Linked DNA regions of Mus musculus: region 1 is linked to region 2. The links are chromatin contacts, called in public Hi-C maps. All regions are on one chromosome and are shown on one strand. Each heading gives the region's core, a stretch centred on a gene start, on an enhancer-like site or on the middle of the called end of the contact. The rest is flanking DNA. Distances are from core to core; before and after follow the strand shown. Region 1 holds the start of Rpl12 (ribosomal protein L12). Region 2 holds the start of Ddx31 (DEAD/H box helicase 31).

Region 1 (3,123 bases), core at 16-2,515, 4.1 Mb after region 2:
GACATTAGCTGTGTCACTTTGTGTCACTGGTCGGAGCCGGTTTCCTCATTTGTAATATGGAGCAATGTTGCCAATGCTGGCCTCTGTGGGGTCAGTGACTTCATGTATGTCAGGTCTATGCCATAGACTCTGCCACAGGGTACCACACACATGACAAATGCACTCAGGTACTATTACAGTTGCTAAGGAGAAGAGGGCTGGAGGAGCCTTGCAGTAGAGGACACATGTGGTCCTGAGGGATTTCAGGTCTCCATTTGTGGGCGTGGGCTGTCAGAGGAGGTTGCTGGGCCTGCAGGGCCTGCTCAGGACTCTCCGCACTCAATTGCAGCACTCCTGAGAGACAGCTCCCTCCATCCCTATCTGATGGCCACGACTTAAATCCCTTACAGATGGCTCACTAATGACTAGCCTCCCTCGCCCCCATCCTCCAGATCTACATTTCCAAATACCTTCTTCAATGACTATCTCTGCCAATTCCCCCTCCCTCACCGTTCTCAGCAGGGCTCGTTCAGTTCTGGTTTGAACTTTCCTGATGGTCCAGCTTGGCTGGGAAGAACCACACCCATCCTTCCCTGGCAGGGCTGGCCAGCGGCTAACCTGGCTCTGTGGATGGGGAGGTCCTCCACCGATGTTCCGATTCTTGGGTGGACCTCAAGGTAGGCCAGTCACTCCGAAGACTTGGCCACAGATACAAACCATTGGCCCCCAAAAGCTGAGCTGGTGTCCGGTCTCCTTCAAACATAGAAGTGAGCACCGAAACTTTAAATTTCAGAAAGACACGCAACTCAGGATGACAAAGTCTCGAGATTCTAGAAACCAAGGAATTGCAGAATTAAAGACTCGTGATTAGACTCGAATAGTTTGTTTCTGTAACTAACATGCACATACCGCAAACAGGTTAGGAGGGTACTAGGGTGGCACTGGTACTAGGGTCGCTCAAGTCAGGTGCAGATCCCTTAGGGGAGGGGCGGGGCCCTGGGCTGGGTCCCAGGGGCTCCAGAGTCACCGTCAAGAGAAGGGAACGTGGACCAGGAACCAGGACCTCTGGTGCAGCCCTACTCTGTTGCCCAGGCAAGGTGCTCCGAACATTTACCCCTTCCGAATCCCGAGCTCACCCACAGACCAAGCTCTGCAGTCCTCTGCCGCAGACGCCTGCCCATAAGAAACAGGGCGACCAGGGTGTCGCCCAGAGACTGGGTGGGGCCAGCGGTTCTCGCGAGAGCTGAGCTTTTCCGCCTATATCCGGCGTGGGCGGAGCAGGATCCGTCTTTTCGGCTTTCGGCTCGGAGGAGGCAACGGTGCAACTTTCTTCGGTCGTCCCGAATCCGGGTTCATCCGACACCAGCCGCCTCCACCATGCCGCCCAAGTTCGACCCCAACGAGGTCAAAGTCGGTGCGTGCCCTCGCCGCGCCCGGGTGCTGTCCCGGGGCCTGGCGGGTCTCCCTTGGGCCTTGGCTGCCACGTGTGTAAGAGGGGAGGGAGCCCGACGCTCTGGCGGCCCGTGCGCCTTAGGGTAAGGCCTGGCCCGGGACATCTGAAGCCCGACGGCAGCGCGCAGGGCGGCCTGCGCCGCAGAGGTTCTGATTTTGCTTTTTCTTCAGTGTACCTGAGGTGCACCGGAGGCGAGGTCGGCGCCACATCCGCCTTGGCCCCGAAGATCGGTCCTCTGGGTCTGGTAAGTCGTCGCTCCCGAGCCGTAGACCTCTAACGTGCATGCTGTTTGGCCTGTAGATGTGTTCTGTCCCCGTGGAGGGCAGAAGAGGCCACCATGTCCCTGGTGCAGGCCGGGATGTGGGTGCTGGGACTTGGGACGCAAAGGAAAACTGAGATAACACGTGCACGGAGGCTCGTGCCACAGCCCGGTTGAGGCAGCCATTGGACTTGCTTAAATCCACTAGCCTCCGTGGGTAACGCACGGGAACCTAGTGTTTAAAGCTCCGAGGGTTCCCCATTGCAGCAGAAAGTGTTTTGCTTTGTTAGCCCTTACTGCAGAGTTGTCTTAGTGAAGAAGGATGTGGAGCCATTGTGGGCAGGCTCCTGTGGGACGGTGAGGAGGGCTGGCGGTGAGCTTGAAGGTCCTGGCTTCAACTTTGGGCACATGGTAACGAATGCTATTATTTCTACAGTCTCCGAAGAAAGTTGGCGATGACATTGCCAAGGCTACCGGTGACTGGAAGGGTCTCAGAATTACAGTGAAACTGACCATCCAGAACAGACAGGCCCAGGTATTTACATTGCTTGCTGTGGGGGGTTGAGGGAAGGGTTGAGATAGCAGCCCTCAGGAATCATGGGTCTTGGCAAAGATTTCCCTGTCCCGGTGAATCGGATTTTATCCTTGTGGGAGGGCTATACGACAGGGTTCACTGTAAGTCAGTAGTAGGTGCCAGGGTGCAGGAGTCCGCCATGCTAGGGATTCAACTCTGGAGGTGAGGCCAGCAGGAAGCACCTTAGCTAGCCGAGCTGTTTTTTCGGGGCCCTTTAGCGTGTCTGGTGGTGGTTGGTTTTCTGGGCTGTGTTCACATCAAGTCTCTTTGCAGATCGAGGTGGTGCCTTCTGCCTCAGCCCTGATCATCAAAGCCCTCAAGGAGCCACCGAGAGACAGGAAGAAGCAGAAGAACAGTGAGTCGGCCCCACTCCCTGGGTTTCCGCTGCAGTGTGCTACTCAGCTGTGTCGACCCCTTTCTTGGGACCTAGGGGTGGAATGAGATCACAGTAGGCGTCTGTTGTCTGTTCCCTTTCCTGGGTGCAGAAATGAAACAGTGCCTCAGGGGTTTAACTTTATCTGTTTCCATCCCTAAAATCGTGTTAGGGCTGCTGGTGAGGACTTGCTTGTGCCCCAGCCACCCGCCACTGCACCTGACCAGTATTGTTGGCTGGTGCAATCCAGTGGTGAGCTGACAGTGAGCCCCAGCTTTTAGGAAACAGGGCTGTCCTACATGTGGATGGCTCTGTGCCGAAAGCATGGGAACAGCCCAGCGATAGGTAAAATGGAGCCATGATCTCAGAAGACAGGGGAAGCTGTAAAAGGCCCTGTACTTGCTTTCTGCAGTTAAACACAGTGGGAACATTACTTTTGATGAGATTGTCAACATTGCCCGGCAGATGAGACACCGGTCTTTGGC
Region 2 (2,852 bases), core at 261-2,760:
GGATTTGGAATGGCTGTCTAGAAGAGTATGGAAAAACTTTACTTTCAAATAAGCATACTGTTATACGTGTGTATAGCTTTATAGCACACCATGATATTAAGACTACATTATTTGTTCATGACCTGCCAAAGGATAAATAACCTCCTTGAGGGCAGGGGCTGTCTCTACTCTGATTTATCCCAGACTCCATTGGGCACCTACTCACTTGACACACACCCACTTTGACAGATTACCTACTGCATATACATACAGAAGGTATAAATAAAATAAAAGTAAGTTTTTACATTTATAGACTATGAAAAGGAACATCGCTCACTAAAGTAAACCATGTTTGAAAATGGTTACATTAATACAACAAAAATTAGAAACTCTACAGTTCAGGAGCAAACTTGGGTTATATGAAGTTGAAGGCAGTAAATTTATAGAGTTACAGAGACCTTGGACTTGGAAGTCTAAGCACCTGATGCTCTCCGAGGTTTTATTTTTCATCACACTTCCAGATTTAAGAGCTGTCTACCCAAGGAGACACAAGGACCGTTCACAATGAAACCGTCAAACAGGTAACGAAATAGATCAGTTTTTCTTCTCAAAGCAAAAGTGGCGCGAGAGGAGGGCGCTTGCATTACAGAATGAAAACACAAAGCCAGCCCAGGGCCTGGGGAGTTGGCCCCAGACAATAGGAGCAACGGTAGACAGGTCAGGGGTTGGGTCAGCTGCGGGGTGGAGTCACAAGAGTTCCAGAAATCCCGGGGCTAACGGCTCTAACTGTTCCATCCACCAGTAATGAAGGAATGGATAGCGGATCCTGGCTGGGGGGGCGGGGGTGTCTAGGAACAGTGAAGACGCTTGCACGACTTTTTAAAAGCTGCGGCGAGGCTAGCCCCTTCATTAAGAGTTGGATGCACATGGAATCCTAGAGCCGGGTGCAGGCCAGCTTCCCTTGGGATCCGTGGCGCGTCCGCGGGAGAAGCGGTGGAGGCGACTTACCTTGAGGAGGCAGCTGTTGAGAGGTGCGGGTACCGAGGTGCGGTGGATCACCAGATCCTGGCCTGGGTTGTGCACATCGCAGATAAGCTCCAGCACGGCGACGCTGCGAGCCGTGGACACAGACACGCGGTGGTCCTCAGACCAGGAGAGCGGCTCTAACCCGCTCACCGCGTATTGCAGCTTCACGGCAGGCTCCCGCCGAGTCACCATGAGGCGAAACGAGGCGCTGGGCCCGGGGGCCGCGTCGGCAGCCGCCTCCTTCCCGCCCCCTTCGTCCTTCTCCTCTGCGGGCGGCGAGGGCTCGTCGGCCTTGGGCCCCACCAGGGCCTGGTCCGCCTCGCTCATCTTACTAGGAGCGAGGAGGTCGGGTTACCGGCACACTGAACGCTCGCCACCTTGCCCCGGCCTCTCCCAGCGCCCTCCGCGCCCGTTCACTCCCCGCAGGCCCCGAGCGCCACCGAGCCAGAAAGGACCCCGTCGTTGCTAGGCAACGCCACCCTGCTAGATGGCCGTGGAGCTGCCTGTCTGGAAAGTGCGCTCCGGTAGGGCTGACCCGAGGCGCGCCTGCAGACACGCGGAGAAGGTGGGCGCTTCAGAGAGTCCCTTTCCTAGACACTGGGTGCTAGGTCCGACTAAGAGCCCACGGGAGAGTGAGCCTCCGTGGGTGACTGAAAAGCTGAGAAGACCAGCGTGGTGGCTAAAGGAGACCCTGCTGGGTGGGCGGCGCTCGGCCTCTTCCGGTTTCGGAGGCGTGTGAGGCCTCTTGTCTCCCGCCGGTGCGTGCCGTCCCGGCTCCCGGACCCGGAAGGGGCGGCGGCGGACCGGCGATAGTTGCGAAGATCCTCCCTCTCCACGTGCTACCTGGGCTCCCTGCTGGTTCCGCGGCTCCGCACTTGGGCTTTGGCTACTGTCTGCAGCACTTTGCCTGACCGGCCTTCCAGGACGTGCTTCGGACGCACTCAGGTCCAGATGAAGCGGGTGAGTGCAACCCCAGCCCGGGAGGTGCCACAGTGATCAGGTCCGGTCGAGTTCTTTAAGATGTCCAGAGGGGCTGCCGGGCTGCTCTCGGAAACACGTGAACGAGCGGGGAACCCCGCCTTGGGAGCAAGAGACCGGCGGGCTCCTGAGATTGTCTGAGAACTTAGGTTAGAATTGCAGGCTGTAGTAACTAGTCAAGTTCTTGAGACTAGCTGGGGGGAGGGGGGGACGGGACGGGGGACTAGTCAGCATAAGGATTGGAGGCTGGGTGTATCCAAGCTGGAAAATAATGCCTGAGACATGAGGTCTTAACTGTCGGGAGCCAGGTCTTCTGCTGGCAGGAAGGGTCACTTCTGTTAGGAATGGAGACTGGACTCGGTTCTTTGAGCTTTTAAACGGGACGTTTTCATCCACGTATCCGTTCCCTCGAGAGGAGAAAAGTGACTCTTACAGCAAAAAGATGGTTTTAGGGTTGCTGGTTTATCTTCTTGAAAGTGGGAAGATGTGATAGGAGGCTTCATCCCCCTCACCCAAAAGATAATAATGAAATACAAATTGCCCAGCCAGTTTCAGGTCAACCAATGCTTTTAAACTCCTTTGACTAACACACCCACTGCCTAGTTGCACCTTGGTAGAAGGAAGGAGGGACCTTATTAAGCTTAGAAGGTGATGAGTAAGGACTCTTCAGCAAGCCATTGGTATAGTTGAAACTATGTGGGAGGAGAAATACAGACAACCCTCCGGATAGTGGAGGAGAGGGCATAGGATTTACTGTAGGGTAGACCTGGGCTGGTATAGATGTCAGCTTTGGAATACAGTAGTCTATGTGACTTGGGGGGAGTTAGTCTCTCCTATCCATAAATAGGAACACGAATTTGTTTTATAGA

The links. A called contact is a pair of places that touch in the nucleus more often than the background predicts.
Region 1: a contact with region 2 is called in a Hi-C map of B cells, with 5 read pairs. The contact joins the promoter of Rpl12 here to the promoter of Ddx31 in region 2. A contact is called at or near these places in 4 of 484 Hi-C or Micro-C datasets (B cells, CD4 T cells, regulatory T cells and 1 more).

Annotation. Positions count from the first base shown.
Region 1 is chr2:32,960,447-32,963,569 of GRCm38.p6, forward strand. Rpl12 (ribosomal protein L12) reads left to right here and starts at 1,266. Exons shown (of 7, transcript NM_009076.3): 1 at 1,266-1,393; 2 at 1,603-1,676; 3 at 2,128-2,226; 4 at 2,539-2,620; 5 at 3,051-3,123. The coding sequence starts at 1,357. It overlaps Lrsam1 (leucine rich repeat and sterile alpha motif containing 1), which reads right to left and starts at 1,195. Exons shown (of 26, transcript NM_199302.3): 1 at 1,116-1,195; 2 at 598-809. It overlaps Snora65 (small nucleolar RNA, H/ACA box 65), which reads left to right and starts at 2,855; the gene lies at 2,855-2,972.
Region 2 is chr2:28,838,896-28,841,747 of GRCm38.p6, forward strand. It overlaps Ddx31 (DEAD/H box helicase 31), which reads left to right and starts at 1,511. Exons shown (of 20, transcript NM_001033294.3): 1 at 1,511-1,965. The coding sequence starts at 1,957. Gtf3c4 (general transcription factor IIIC, polypeptide 4) reads right to left here and starts at 1,465. Exons shown (of 5, transcript NM_172977.3): 1 at 988-1,465. The coding sequence starts at 1,332.